Regions from separate parts of the Oryctolagus cuniculus genome. Here region 1 is linked to region 2. A link is a contact called in public Micro-C data. All regions are on one chromosome and are shown on one strand. Each heading gives the region's core, a stretch centred on a gene start, on an enhancer-like site or on the middle of the called end of the contact. The rest is flanking DNA. Distances are from core to core; before and after follow the strand shown. Region 1 has its middle 110 kb from the start of MIR2355. Region 2 holds the start of LOC100351745 (small ribosomal subunit protein uS17m).

Evidence for each region. Hi-C and Micro-C count contacts between places; a contact is called where the count stands out from the background.
Region 1: a Micro-C map of ear pinna shows a contact between it and region 2, with 9 times the contacts expected there. The contact joins the enhancer-like site here to the promoter of LOC100351745 in region 2. A contact is called at or near these places in 2 of 6 Hi-C or Micro-C datasets (ear pinna and an unstated tissue).

The regions. Positions count from the first base shown.
Region 1 is chr3:32,872,474-32,879,657 of mOryCun1.1, reverse strand. No RefSeq gene overlaps it. Among named protein-coding and RNA genes, the nearest start is that of MIR2355, 110 kb to the right of the region's middle. Within about 2 kb of position 1,722, at least 2 of the 8 cell types and tissues checked have an H3K27ac peak or open chromatin away from gene starts, as enhancers often do.
Region 2 is chr3:32,518,843-32,526,364 of mOryCun1.1, reverse strand. It overlaps LOC100351745 (small ribosomal subunit protein uS17m), which reads right to left and starts at 4,416. Exons shown (of 1, transcript XM_002712601.5): 1 at 3,778-4,416. The coding sequence starts at 4,379. The coding sequence ends at 3,987. It overlaps LOC103348862 (a long non-coding RNA gene), which reads left to right. Exons shown (of 5, transcript XR_011387574.1): 2 at 2,476-2,820; 3 at 5,671-5,796.

The DNA of each region.
Region 1 (7,184 bases), core at 473-2,972, 360 kb before region 2:
TACTTGTGTTCCTACCACCAATGTGAGAGACCTGGTTGGAGTTCTGGGCTCCCAGCTTTATCCTGGACCAGCTCCAGCTATTAAAGCAACCTGGGGAGTAAACCAGCCTATGGAAGATATCCTACCCCCTTCTCGCTGGCCCTCTGCCTTTCAAATAAATAAGTAAATGTTTTAAAAGAAGATGACTTTAGCCGGCGCCGCGGCTCACTAGGCTGATCCTCCATCTGCGGCGCCAGCACCCTGGGTTCTAGTCCTGGTTGGGGCGCCAGTTCTGTCCCGGTTGCTCCTCTTCCAGTCCAGCTCTCTGCTGTGGCCTGGGAGTGCAGTGGAGGATGGCCCAAGTCCTTGGGCCCTGTGCCTGCATGGGAGACCAGGAGGAAGCACCTGGATCGGCGCAGCACGCTGGCCATAGCAGCCATTTGGGGCGTGAACCAATGGAAGGAAGACCTTTCTTTCTGTCTCTCTCTCACTGTGTAACTCTGCCTGTCAGAAAAAAATAAATAAATAAAAGAAGATGACTTCAGCCTTGGCAAATTGGTGATGGGGTTCCACAGACTTTATTAAATGTATGTATTTTTCTTGGAAAAAAGATACATAAATTTTCAGATATTAAAATATTTTTCAAAGGGTTTATAATTCTTCCAAAGATAAGAAATGCTTATTTATAGGGAACACCATTGAATTAAAAAATCCAGCTATTTTGTAGAAATCAATTCAGTTAATAAGAATACTTCCTCATTTGCCTTTTTCCAGAGATAATCATTTTTTTGTCATTTCAAAGGAAAGCTCTTGATAGAGAAATCTGTTATCCTGTTCTTTTTCCTGACGATGGGCCCGCTCTCTTCCCAAGCATATTTTATTCTTCTAGCCAAAACCTGACAACTAACCTGCTCGTTAGCAAAGCTGCGCCTTCAAGACACAGTTGCATGTGCTGTGATTTTAAATTTAAACTCATAGGGGCTTTTCTGTGTTCTTGGTGTTCCCTGAAAGAATCTCAGTAGTTATCCGGACACACTGGCAAGGCCGAATCTCAGTAAACAATCACAGGGGAATAACAGGAAGAGCCTGGGCTGTCTCCACCCCTACCTCCGCGGTGCACGTGACTCCTCGGAGTACTGCGGCCAGTCCCTTAACGGTGTAAATAAGGCTATCACTTCTGCCAGAGATCCCAAGGGCATGATCCGACTGGTGCCAGGCACTCATTTACGGTAAGCGGCGCCTGCTGCCAGCCTCGGAGCGGAAGGCAGGAATAAGGATCGCATCTCTGGGCACCAGGTCCTCCCCGACCTGGTTATTTGCTTTTAATTAAGAGGAGAGTGCAACATCTTTCTTCCCCTTCAGGAATTGGTGTGTTCCAGTTTGGAGGAGCAGGAGCATACTGCTCTGTGCACTTTAGATCTTGGGTTCTAAAGATAGAAGGCCACGACCAAGTCCCTGGTTTCCCTTTGGTGGCGTTGGAGGGATGACAGCAGGCACCCTGTGTGGCTGGTTTTCCAGGAGGTGGCAGTGCGCTCCAAGCCTGTGCTGATTCCCCTACCATCCGGAGAGCATTGTAATTGAGACATGGCACGATAATGCATTCCAGACCACACAGCCACTCCGGTGTCACCTCAAAATATTTCTTACCAGTTTCAAAGTCACTGTAGCCAGGGTAGGGAGACAGAAGCAGGTGCAGCGTGGGGAGATGAGTCGGGGGAGGGACTCTTGGAGACAAATGAGACGGCGACACTTGGCGTTGCTGGGAGTGGAGTTTCCTTACAGCAAGGCCAGGAGCTACCTTGATACATATTTACAACCATTCCTGGGTTCACCTCTGAGGACCAATAAAAGGAAATTGAAGGACTTGTATTGTCTGCATTTTAATTTCTGTGTTTACAAGGCAGATTTCATTATTCTAATTCAGGGAGAAATAAAGCATCTTTCCTTTTTAAATGAAGGGTCTCCTTGCTCAGGGTGAAGAGCACAGCAAATCGTCTCTGCCCTGAGAGGCAGGGCTGGCCTCTGCTTGCTGGCAGTGAGGGGCTGGTGATGTGGGCATGATGAGCTGGGGAAGGAAAAAGGCAGACACTGGCCAGGCCGGAATTGCGTGTGTGAGACATGCCTAAGGAGCTGACACACCAACAGCATGACGGGGTGGGGGATGTGATTCCCATGACCTGACAATGACGTCTCAGAGCAGACCGAGGGACAGAGGAACAAGAGGTGCTACACAGAGATTCCTTTCCCCTGAAAGAGGCTGGTTTACAAGACACATCTGTGGGGATGCCTGAATCCAATGAGATCAAAAAAAGGGGCACTGCAGTGACACCTCAGTGTTGTCACATAGTTCACCGGATACATTCATAGCCTAGGAGCCTGACTTTCTATTTCCAGGGTTCTTAACTGTATTAGCTGTATTTGTTTGTTTGTTTGTTTGTTTGTTTCTTTGCTTGTACAAAGCTCCTTGGACCTTGCCAGAGACCTCCACATGGACAACAGGACAGTGAGGTGAGCCAGGCAGGTAGGTTGCTTGAGAAATCCATGCAAAGGATAATTATATTTAAAGAAAAACAGCCCAGCCTTTAAATGTCCTTGAATTCCTCTAGCAACTGTATGTAGTTTCCCTTGAATTTAGAAAACTGGTTGCTTTCTGTCTTCCCTAATCCTTTTCCTTTTAAACTTGGTTCTACAGTCTGCCAATCCTTCCTCCTATGAAATTCTTTATTCCACTCTCTTTCCTAATTCTTGGAGTAATCCACACATAAAGTACACAGAAGTAGTGATCTATGCTTGGCTGATAGCACTCAAAATAGGCCAGCTTTTGCAACAGCCAAGGAATGGTTCTTAAGCTAGAAACAAAGCAAATAAGCAAAGAATTCAGGGAAAAAATGACCGTTGAGTGCTGGAGTGATGTTTTCTGACTGCCCTCTGCCAAGGGACCAGTGCTTCCTGGCAGAAACCAGGCTGCTTTCTGGCTGAGTGGAGAGAAGTGCCCATTTTACAGAGTAAAAAACAATTCACCAAGTGCAGAACTGGGGTTGCGGGTACGGAGGTGGTGGCACTTCAAGGGAGCACATCAATAACCCAGTGAAGCAGACAGGGAGAAGCAGACTGGGAGAATCACCAAAACAGTTTGACATTCCAGGTTGAGACTCAACAAAAAGCCAGAGTAAAAAGAAAGACTGCCGCTGGGCAGAGCAGGACACAGAACATTCAGGCTTCTGCAAAAGAATGTGCACCAAGAATCTGATGGAGACTGTGGAAGCAACAAAAACAACCAGGGAAACTCATAAACATTTATGGAGAGGCAGCTGATCCTACAAGCAAAATAAGGAGACATCGGGTGCATCACAGGGGAAATACATGTTAAGTCTCTGCAACCTACACAATAACAGGAATCCCAAACAGAACACGCAGGCAGAACCAGCCCTAATGCGACACCGGCTACTCACCCATGTGAGAAGGATGCCTGGTCCACCCTTAGCCTGCTCCTGTTTCATTGATCTGCATGGGTTGCTTCTGTTTACTTACAGTGTTTGAGAATCCTCAGGATTATATTATTTTCCAAAAATGGCTTTATGTTTGAGTCTCAGTCCAAGGAATCAAGCATTTGCCTGATGCTCAAATATCTGAATCCAGGTAGTTCCCCTTGACCATCTGGCAGGCATGTTGTATCATTAGCCATATTTAAACTCATAAATATCAGCCAGGAAGATTGAGGAGCTGGTGCCAATATGCTACAAATGAGTCACAGAAAACGGTGTTACCATTGCACAGGAAAGGCACAAACCTCAAAAGCACCCCAATCCAAGTCAGTAGGTGTGTGTGTCCATGTCCCTTCCACCCATCACAGAGAGAAGGACCGCAAGGGGCTCCCAAGGGACACCTGGATCAGATAGCTCAGATTGTGCAGCCTGCAGCTTGTCAATGTTTGGACACTAAGAAAGAGTTAAATTTCCTAATCAAATGTGGGAAGACTGGTGGGAGAGACACTGAGACATTGTTTTTGAGAGCATTTTACTGACCTAGGTTTCTTTGTGGTTCCTGTTGGTGGTGACATGTGCATTGTCAGCTGAAAGAGCTGAAAAAAATTGCATTTTCTCCTGTTATTTTTAAGCTTAAAATATAGGGTTAGGATCAGCATCTAAAAACACCTTGTGCAAATTTAAGTATTTTAACAGTGGAACTCTTTGTTTAAACAAAGAAACAAACAAAATCTTAGTTAAACTTTGGGTTATCTGACTGTCAGTAAGAGAAACTATTGAGTTAACTGAGCATATGGGAATTTACCAGAAAGATGTTATAGTGCTTTCACATGACTGCAGGGAGAATGGAAGCGTGAGGGTTGGGATTTACAGGTACCAGGACTAGAAGTGGCAATGAATGAACTCTCACTATTTCTTTTGCCCCTGTGCTCACTAGTCTCAGGGTCAAAATCAAGAGAGAGTATATGTGATTAATCCTGGGTTGCACATTTGTCTGTACCTGAGTGGTGGAGAGCTTCCGGTAGAGGCCAGTAGCTTCCGAGGCTGGTACCAGGACATCTCATGTGGAACAGTTGGGGATGCGGGCAGAGAGCAGAGATGGAAATAATTTCCCAAATGGAAATAAGGGTGCTGTTAGAAATAGGTCAATCACACACACACACTCACACCACTACCACCACCACCACCATCACCAAGTTAAACAGACTAAAGAAGAGGAGGAGAGAACCCAGAACCCTAGGCCTTACCCCTTTATGCAGGTGTATATAGGATGTCTAAGACATTCTCTGGCACAGAATGAAAACCACTCACTTGGATCATCTTTTGACAGTGTGTTATAATGAGATCTAATTTATAATCCTCCAAATTTTTAGAGAATGAACTTTATCTTTTCACAATTTACTTCAAAATTCTTAATGATCCTAGTTATACGTTAAATATCACCTCTGAACATTTACTGCTTTCAAAATCCTACTGTGGAAATCATTAGGGAAATCTGACATCTGTATGGCTGTCCCATGCTAGTTTATGATAGGATGTCCTTCCTCACCTTCTTGATAGTTTACTCTGCCCATATATTGACCAAAGGAAGGTGAGTGAAAGAGATGTGTGTCACTTCCAGAAGGAAGTTGTGAGAGCCAGTGCACAGTAGCTATACTTGCTGACCACTGCTGCTGTGGTCATGCAGGCATGTGTCAAAAAGATGTTCCCCATCAGCCGGGGTCCCTGACCATAGTTGGAAAGATTCCTTTGCTGACCTTGCTGGAGTCATTGAGTGAAGCTGCTGTGCTTGGGAATTGCTCACTGATAATGTGTATTTTCCTTTATTCTCACCTCATACACAAATATATGGTATTTTTACAAAAATACTTGGTCTGAATCCCCTTCTGTCCCACCCCCCACGCCAAAAACAAATTCCTGCTTAGGACGTGTGTATGCTACATTTGGCGAAGGCTTCAGAAAACAGGGACTACTGGGAAGAATCTAAAACTGAGTAAATTAGTATACCTGATTAGTTACCTAATCCAACCTCTTTCTAAGGCAGGATCTACGTATCCCTATTTTGGAATTAGTCAGATGTGAGTTGGAATTCAGGCTCTGCACTTTCAAGTAATGAGATTTTAAGCAAGTCATGAAACTCCTCTAGACCACAAGTCTCTCATTTGTGACATAGGAGTAATAATTTTTTCTGCTTGCAAAATTACTGTGAGGATTTGAAATTGTGTATGTAAGTACTTATCATGGACCTGGCATTTAGGGCATATTCAACAGTGGTCCTGATTACTTCCAGACTGTAGGCTCATCAACCAGGGAGCAAGCCCATTCCATCATAACAGAGCATTGCCCATTGCTAACAAGCTCTTTCTTATTTGGTGCAAATTGGCTCAGCATCTCTGCACTTGGTGTGCTTCCTTTACTCTCTTGAATAGCAGAGATTTCTTCCTATGACAACTTATCAGATACCTGGACAAAGCTACCTTTCCCTTCTAGAAGTCTTCTTTTCTCTTGTCAAAAATATTTTCAGTTCCATTTCTCATAAGATTTCAATTCCAGTCAGCTCATCTAACCTGGGGAATGTAGTTTTAAAAATGTCTGTCTCGAGTGTCTGGTGATTAGTAGGTGCTAAATATATATGCATTCCTCTATTTCCTGAGCTCTGGTTTAGAAGACCTTTAAAGTATGGTGTGTAGAACTGAGCATACCTCTGATTCAAGTGTAGAGTACAGAAAGACAGACCCTTTTCCACTCTTCGTGCCATCTGCTCTGATCTGGATGCTATACCCAAAAATGCCACCCATCAAGGCAAAGCCTTTATTAGAAACCACGTCATGCCATGACCAACTCATGGTCAACTAAAATTACTGGAGTCTTTGATCAAATGGATCATTGTCAAGTTTCTTCCACTCTATGACTACCAGATTGATTGTTAACCCATTACTTATAATTTTCTTGTTCTGGGAACTGTTTAAGTCCACCAAACTCCTTCAGTAGCCGTATTAAGTTATCTAACACATTATTTATTCCTCCCAGTTTAAAGAGTCTCCTGAATCTGGCCAATTCACTGCTTCCATCATTAATAACTCTTTTGCCCAAGGCAGAGATAAAGATCACCTTCAGGCTGGTAGAATTCATGAAGTGACATACCCTGGGATTACAATAGTGGGCACTCAAAATGTAATCTGCCAATGGCCTCTTCTCTCTCACATGACCATAAGGATAGGCTTCCAGGATATGTTTGTGCAATGCTACATCCACCCCAAACCTCTGCTCTGTGGCCAGGATCAATCACTTCAGGGCTTATCTGACACCAGTGGGCCAATCAAAATTCCTTCTCTTGGAACCACAACAAAAAGGGCAATGGAATCTTATCCAATCTCTCAAGTTTAAGAAAGAAAAATATTCAGATCTCTAGCATGACTGTATCCCCCACGATCTCCCCCCTCAACAAAACAAAGATGAAACCAGTGAAACAGGTGCAGAGATGAGAGAGGGAGGAAGACAATGTGGATGACTTCTATGGAGGTTTTCCCTCTGTCCTTCGTGGTACCCTAATTCTTTTATAATACCTCCTCCCTTTTCTATGAAGTCAATCTGGGTGGATGTCTATTACTTGGAATTTGAGTACCTTCTAATTCTTGTAATCCATTGGCTCACTAAACCTATCTTGAGCCAAGGCTCTTCCTGCCACTCCATATGCTAGTTAATTTGTGTTGATTTCTT
Region 2 (7,522 bases), core at 3,167-5,666:
TCCCAGTGCCTGGGTTTGAGTTCTGGCCCCACTCTTGGTACGAACTTCCTACCAACATGTACTCTGGGAGTTAACAAATGATGGTTCAAGTAATTGAGTCCCTGCCACCTCCATAGGATTCCTGGATTGAATTTTGGGCTCTTGATTTCAGCCTAGCCCAGCTCCACCCGTTACTGGCATTTGGGGAATGAGGTAGTAGTCTAGAGCTCCCCCTGTCTCTCACTCTTTCTACCTCTGAAATAAATAAATAAATAAATGTCTTTAAAATACACATTACATAAAAACTAGGCATGGATTTCAAAACTGCTTGTACCAAAATAAACCTATCTTTTCATTCCATTTTCCCACGTGCTCGAGAAAGTACCCTGTTATACTGGCAATAACCAAGAAAACCTTTTCAATAGTAACAACTATAAAACACCTACAAACTCAAGGAGAAAAGTTTAAGCCTTGATTGAGACACATAATTTTCATAATTAAGAGGAATTATATTTTTATTAGATGAAAAAATTTCAACTTAAAGATGGCAAAGCTTCTCAAACTTAATAAAATAATTCTATCCAAAAGGTCCAACAAGGTTTTTCACAGAAATCATTAGAATCAGCACTAATTACAAAGTTGGTGCTTATCTTATAATAAGGACTCAAAACTATAAACAGGAATAATGAGCAAAAAATATTCCTAGGGATCAGTCTTGTCAGATATCAGAACCCATTGTGAAAATTGAAACTGAGTTTTATGTGAATGTAAAAATATAAAGGAAAGGAAAATAACCAGATGCCCTGTAACAGTTCCTATTATATCTACAAAGGGACTTCAAAAAGTTTATGGAAATTGGAATTAAAACACGAATTTATTTTGGTGCAAAATATTGTGAAATCTATGCATGGTTTCTTCATGATATGCTTTCCATGAAGTTTCTGAAGGACCCCTCATATACATCACATTTTCTTGATGATGTTAAAGTTTACAAAGCTTTCTGTTTGCACTTTTATGCTTACATCATGAAGTAAAACAAATAGTATTATTAGCCTCATTCTTTTTCATGAATAAATGATAGGAGAAAATAAGTGATTTGTCCAACATAATAAAATTAAGATAAACTCAAACTTAAACCTAGATTTTTTTTTATTTCCCATACCAGGCCTCCTTTCAATATATTCACCAAAAGCAATGGAGAATCAACATTTAAAAAAAAATCTGGGGCCAGTGCATCCCATATCTGGGTGCCAGTTCCAGTCCCAGCTGTTCCTCTTCCAATCCAGCTTTCTGCTAATGCACCTGGGAAAGCAGCTAAAGATGACCCTAGTGCTTGAGACCCTACCACACACGTGGGAGACCAAGATGGAACTCCAGGCTCCTGGCTTTGTTGCTGCCACTTGGAGAGTGAACCAACAGATGGAAAATCTCTTTCTGTCCATCTCTCTCTCTCTCTCTCTCTCTCTGCCACTCTACTTTTCAAATATATAAATAAATCTTTTTTAAAAAATCCTGAAATCTAAGAGAAAAAATTAGACTTGCCTTTATACTATATATTCTGACTAACAACAAGCAAATTGTTGCAATATTAAAAATCATATTATATTTGGGTCAGCATGTGGCACAGCTAGTTAAGCTGTCACTGCAATACCAACATCCCACATGGGTGTTGGTTCAAGTCCCAGCCACCTCATTTATAATCCAGTTCCCTCTTAATGTACCCAGGAAGGAAGCATAAGATGGCCAAAGTCCTTGGGCCCCTGCATTCATGTGGAAGACCCAGATGAAGTTCCTAGCTCCTGGCTTCAACCTGGCCTAGCCCTGGTGATTGCAGCCAGCAGATGGAAGCACATTCTCTCCCCCTCCCCCTCCCCCTCCCCCGTCCCCTCCCCCTCTCCCTCCCTCTCCCTCCCTTCCTCCCTCTCTCTCTCTCTGTCTCTCCCTCTCTCTGTGTGACTCTTTCAAATAAATAAATAAATATTTTATTTAAAAAATCATATTATGTAAACTCTGGCCAAAATGTATACATGGAACATGAAACTGAACCAGTGCCTGTGACTGTCCCTCATGAGCCCACTCACTGAGTGGGGAGCTACAATGCTTCCTGTTCTCGCCTCTGGCTGGCAGCCTCCCAGACCAGCCGGTTTCCCTTTCTGGTTAAGATGTAGCAGTTCTGAAGTGAAATTGAAACTCTCTAGTGAACAATTGCTAAAAGAAAATGTAGTCAACCCACTTCTGGGGAAGCATGGGATGATCAGGAGGAGCCAGAACAAACATAAGGAACAGAGAAGCAATATATATCACAGGCCAACAGCACAGCCAAAAAAGCAACAGTAGACAGTGAAGAGAAAGGATAGTCTGAATTGAGTGGGCATGGCTGTGTTTCAGTAAAACTTTATTTCCATAAACAGGCAGCGGGCAGGCTGTCCCTTGATGATGCCTATGTTAGACAATTTAAATTCATTTTCCCATTCAATTCTCTTAAATGTCTTTTAGATACGAAATCAGAAGTTACTCAATTTGACCATGTGACATCAGGACAGATACAGGTGGTATCCTCAATAAGCAGCAGAATTAAACTCAGAACTCAGATCGGCGACTACCGAGCCTGCCCATGTACAGTCTTCTTGCTGGGCGGCATCCTCTGACTCAGGGCTGTTAACTGGATTGTTGCAGATATGAATTTCAAGAGGTAGAAGAGAAGCGCCCTGAACTGGCTGAGTCTAGCCAAGCAAGTGTCTGTAGCCCTGAACCAGTCAAGGAGCTGTATACCTTCCCATGTACCTCATACACACACACCCTCTGACCTTTCATCTGCTCCTTCTAACTGAGAGTTGACAGGTAAGGGTGGGAGTGGCCATGGGGATGGGGCGGAGGATGCTGTAGGCAGATTAGTGGCTGTTTACAGAAACCAGAAATCCCCGAAAATAAAGTGACCCAGAGCAATTCACTTCTTAACTTTTTTCAGACAAATCATCTCTTTGTGTAGAATGGAAGTGTCTTTCGTTATGAATTTTTTTTCAGGATGTCAGAGTGATATAACAGGAAAAAAAGTCTGTGTAAAGTTCATTGGGTACCTCAGGGATATGTATTATCAAATGACACAGTCTTATTGTCACCTGGTGTCTCATGACTTCAGCTGGCTCCGGTTCTTTGCATTTCCCTTTCCGCAGGGATCTTTGCCATCTTTACATTTAACACATCTCTGTTGACGGACCGGCACTATTAAGCTGGTGCCTTGACAGCCACGTAGACAAGAGCCCAGGATATATGACATGTAAAGGTGAAAGGACAGTGACTAAGGGGAGCAAATGAGCTTTTAAATGAGCCTGACACCATCCAGCTAGTTTTCATATTGCCTCCTGTGAGAAATCTTGACATATTGGTACATTGCTGTGAGTTATTTCTTTATATGTTGGTGGAGAGTGTTATCTAGGACTACAAACTTATTTTATTTTAAGCTCAATGACATTTCATCAACAGTTAACACAGCATGGGTAGTTCAAACTCACTTCAGTCCAAGACATGAGACACCACCCCCCCGCCAGGATTTTGCTGCTTTTTTTATTTGTTCACTTGAATAGATAGCTCTCTGACTTTATCTACTTTTGATAGTTTCTCTTTTTATACAGCTTTGGTATTTTTTGGCCTCTATGAGGGTATTTCAAAGTTCATGGAAAATGTAATTAGATAATTTATTGGGGTAACAATTTTTGAAATCATTTATATAATGGGTCTTCAAAACATTCATGGAAATGTGTACTATGAAAACATAATGCATGGATTTTTTTTTTAGCATAACATAAAAGTATCTTTACTTAAAATCTGAAACTTGATCATGAGCTTTTACGAAAAGGTATAACAAGCCCTTTACCTCATTTACTTTTAGCTATTTCATAAATACTACAGCAGACGCTGGACGGTGTGTGATGAACGGTAGGCAAATTTCGTTTTCCACAAAGCAAATGTGTCAGTCTTTCCCTTTGGCTCCTCCTTCCAACCCTCCTTCACTGTGTTGAGGAGATATTGAGTTCTTCCAGATTTTTGGTTAGGGGGGTGGTTTCCACACTGACTGGACTCTCCAGGTAGGTGGTGCCTGCACAGGGTTTTCCTGTCACTGGATCTATCACTCTTCCAACTTTGAAAACAATCTCAGCCAGTTCATGCTTCACGTGCTTTGTCCGTGGGACAGGTAAAGCTTTGAGAAGCACAATATCCCCAACAGTGCACTGCTGAAGAGCATCGTGAGCAAAGTAGGTTTTTCTCTTATTAAAGTACTTTAGTAAGTAGGGATCCAGAACAAGCCTGGTCACCCTCACTTTGGCAGTTTTTTGCATTGCTGTCCCAATCACTTTCCCCACAATCCATTTGGCATGGACGGATGAACGAGTTACTGACATTATGTGGCTTTGGTCACCTCTCAGTCCTGCTGGGTAAACTCGCCAATGCATGGATTTAAATTTTCTTTTGCATCAAAATAAAATCATCTTTTAATTCTATTTCTCCATGAACTTCTTAAGTGCTCTGATGTTTTTTCAGTCCTCTATTACTTGGCATATTGTTTATTTCACCATGACATTTATGTATTGTATTTATATATTTAGTAATGACAACTCATTCACTTCAGTTGTCCATGTTAGCTGTGCCTAAAGAGGGGAGCCATTACTCTCTTGCTCAGGGTTGAGGGTAACGTGGCATAGAATGGAACGGAAGTGGAGACAGTGGTTAAGGATTCTCTGGGATAACTCTACCTGGTGGACCTCTTTCTCAACCAGAAGAACTGGACTCAAACAGATAGGGCTCATGTTGAACACTCAGAGAATTCTCTCAATATGAAACTGAGTCTTGTCGCCTGGAACTTGACAATGATTTCAGAAACCATTGGTCTTGATCTCAATTCAAATATTAACATTCTGGACAAAAGCCAAAATAAATTGATATATCTTTTCTAGTTGTAGTTTAATTTTATTTGGTTTTAAGTTCTCATAGTTGATATCTGCCGACCTATATGCTCAGCCATACATTTAATCTGATTCTGTGATCAAGACAGCTGAAAACCACGGCAATTTCCCTGTTATCAGTAAGTTCAGCCCATATATAAACTCAATCTGCTTTTCAACATCTTGGTGACAGTTTCTCATCTGTAATGTAAGAAAATGTCTCATTCACAAATCATTGAAAGAATCACATAATGAACAAGACTGCACTGTATTTTGTGATTGACAACATATATTTCCTTAATAAAACAATGCAAACATCCAAGAAGATGGGCAGTAGATTTCTTGGGTACTGTAGCACTTGCTGGTGCTGATAAGAATTTGTCAATGAGAGCAACTGTATTCATGAAAAAGACTAAGCACTGACTTTAGCACTTCTATATGGATTATAATTTCACCCTCCTTTTTAAAAAAATCATGGAAGTCTAACACATACAGAAAAGGAGGATAAGTACTACAGTATAATGAATTCTCACCAACAGTCCTCAGTAGAAGCAGCACACCCTCAGCACCCCAGAAGCTCCCTCGCATGAGCCCCAGGATGCATTCCTTCGAGGAAGCTACTGTCCTGACTTCCAACACCATAGATCTGCTGTGCCTGTTAATTATACAGCATTTGGACAGACCCCTCTGGGACTTTCTTAAGCTTATCACTGAAGAAAGTCTGAGCCCTGAAGACATGTATTCTTTCTAGGTTGATCTGAGAAAAGAGACCAGGAGGAGAAGGATGAGAAGTAGAACCACGTGATTTGTCATCCAAACTGGGATACTTTGAGAGTGAAAGGAGAGAAGCTATTCACAATAATATGGGGATGAGAGCGTAAGTAGTGACTTTCCCCAGCAAACTAGGACACATGGTCACGAAGTGAGGAGGGATGATAGAGGCAGCAGGGACACACTGGCAGGCAAAATCTATCATCGGGGCCCTAAAGTAAAATTCACTCAGGTTGCCTGAGATGTATGCAGGATTGGGAAGTGGGAAGCACACTTCCTAGAAGTGTGGTCACTAGGAAGACTCAAGTTAACATATATTGCAATAATGCAATGGCACAAAGATATCTCAGGTAATGTCCTTGCCTGTAAGGAACTCACAGTCTGATAGTGGCAATAAAAGAAGTTTGCAAATAGGTAAACTATAAGGTAACTGATCTTGGAAATATACAAAGTTCTAGATAATTTCCAAGGACACATACAAAGTGCTACATAGATTCCAGGGGAGAGGGATTGTGTCCATTGTGAGACATACAGAAAGTTTCATGAGGACATAGCATTTAGGGTGGTCTAGATTTTACTCCAGTGGCTCTCAGCCTTGCCTACAGATGAGAATCACCCAGGGAGCTCTTCAAATTCTTAAGATACAGGCAGAACCCCTAGACTAATGAAGTCAAGATCTCCAGGAATGGGACTCAGGCATAATAAGTACTTTAAAAGCTCTCCCAGGTAACTCCAGCAAACCTTCAAGTTTGAGAACAACTATTCTAGAAAGATGAGTGGGCATTAGATGGAAGGCTAGGTGGGGAAGAGAGGAGACTGCAGAGAGAACAGCTGTTAGTTAGTAAGTTCCATCTCTGGGAGGCACACAGAGAAGAAGCATCCATTGGGAATTAAATATGGAGGGAAAGCAGCAGGGCAAAAATAATTTAACCCCCTTCAGGAAAAAAATTAATTAATTATGAAAGCATTTGCTAAGGCCAATAATAGGAATGGATGGGGGAAAGATGCAGTGAACATCAAGGGAACTCAGAGTGGTAATAAATCCATCATAAATCACACAAGCCATCTGATAACGTCTGTTCCTCACATTAGCATCCCATTAAGGCTCTATTAGTGATAGTGAGGAAACGGAATGAAACGGGCTTCCTGGGTTAGCATTAGTAGCCAGGAGAGAGTTAACAAGCTGCAATCTCTCGCTGGCACCTTTAAGGACCTGAGGCCCATTTGTAAAGGATGCTTAGAGGCCCCAAACCTTGACCTATCACGCTCATGCTGCGGGAGTTTGGGGGGGCTGGAATTAATCACAGCAGGGACACAATTTACCGATCAATACTGGCCAATTAGAAGGCTCCCTGCTGGAGAGTTCCCTTGGAATGCCAGATGACCTTTGCCCTTGACTTTTTGTGGGGGCAGGTGTTTCTGTATCACAGCCACTGATAAGGATGGTGTTAGGGAGGTGCTTATGTGGCTCTTCTCACATAATGCCAACCTCGGCCAGGGCATCTTGACGCTGAAGTTTTTCAGCACTTAAGCATGAGCCACCTGCTGGTGGAAGCTAAAGGAAATAGGAATAGAAACGTAGCAGCATTTAATTCACAACCAGTATGCCTGTCACTTATCTGTGGCTTCAGCCCTGACATTCCAGAAGCCACTGACAATAAGAGAAGGTTAGGAAGCACACCCTTTGCCTTCACTGTTGTATCACTCTCCTGCTCTGCTCCCTGTCAGGAAACAGGCAACACTGCAGCCTGCAGAACCACCTGGAAGGAAAAAGCACCATAGATCCAGTGTTGTCCCTTTATCTGGCTCAAGCTAGAACTTGAGAGTGTGCC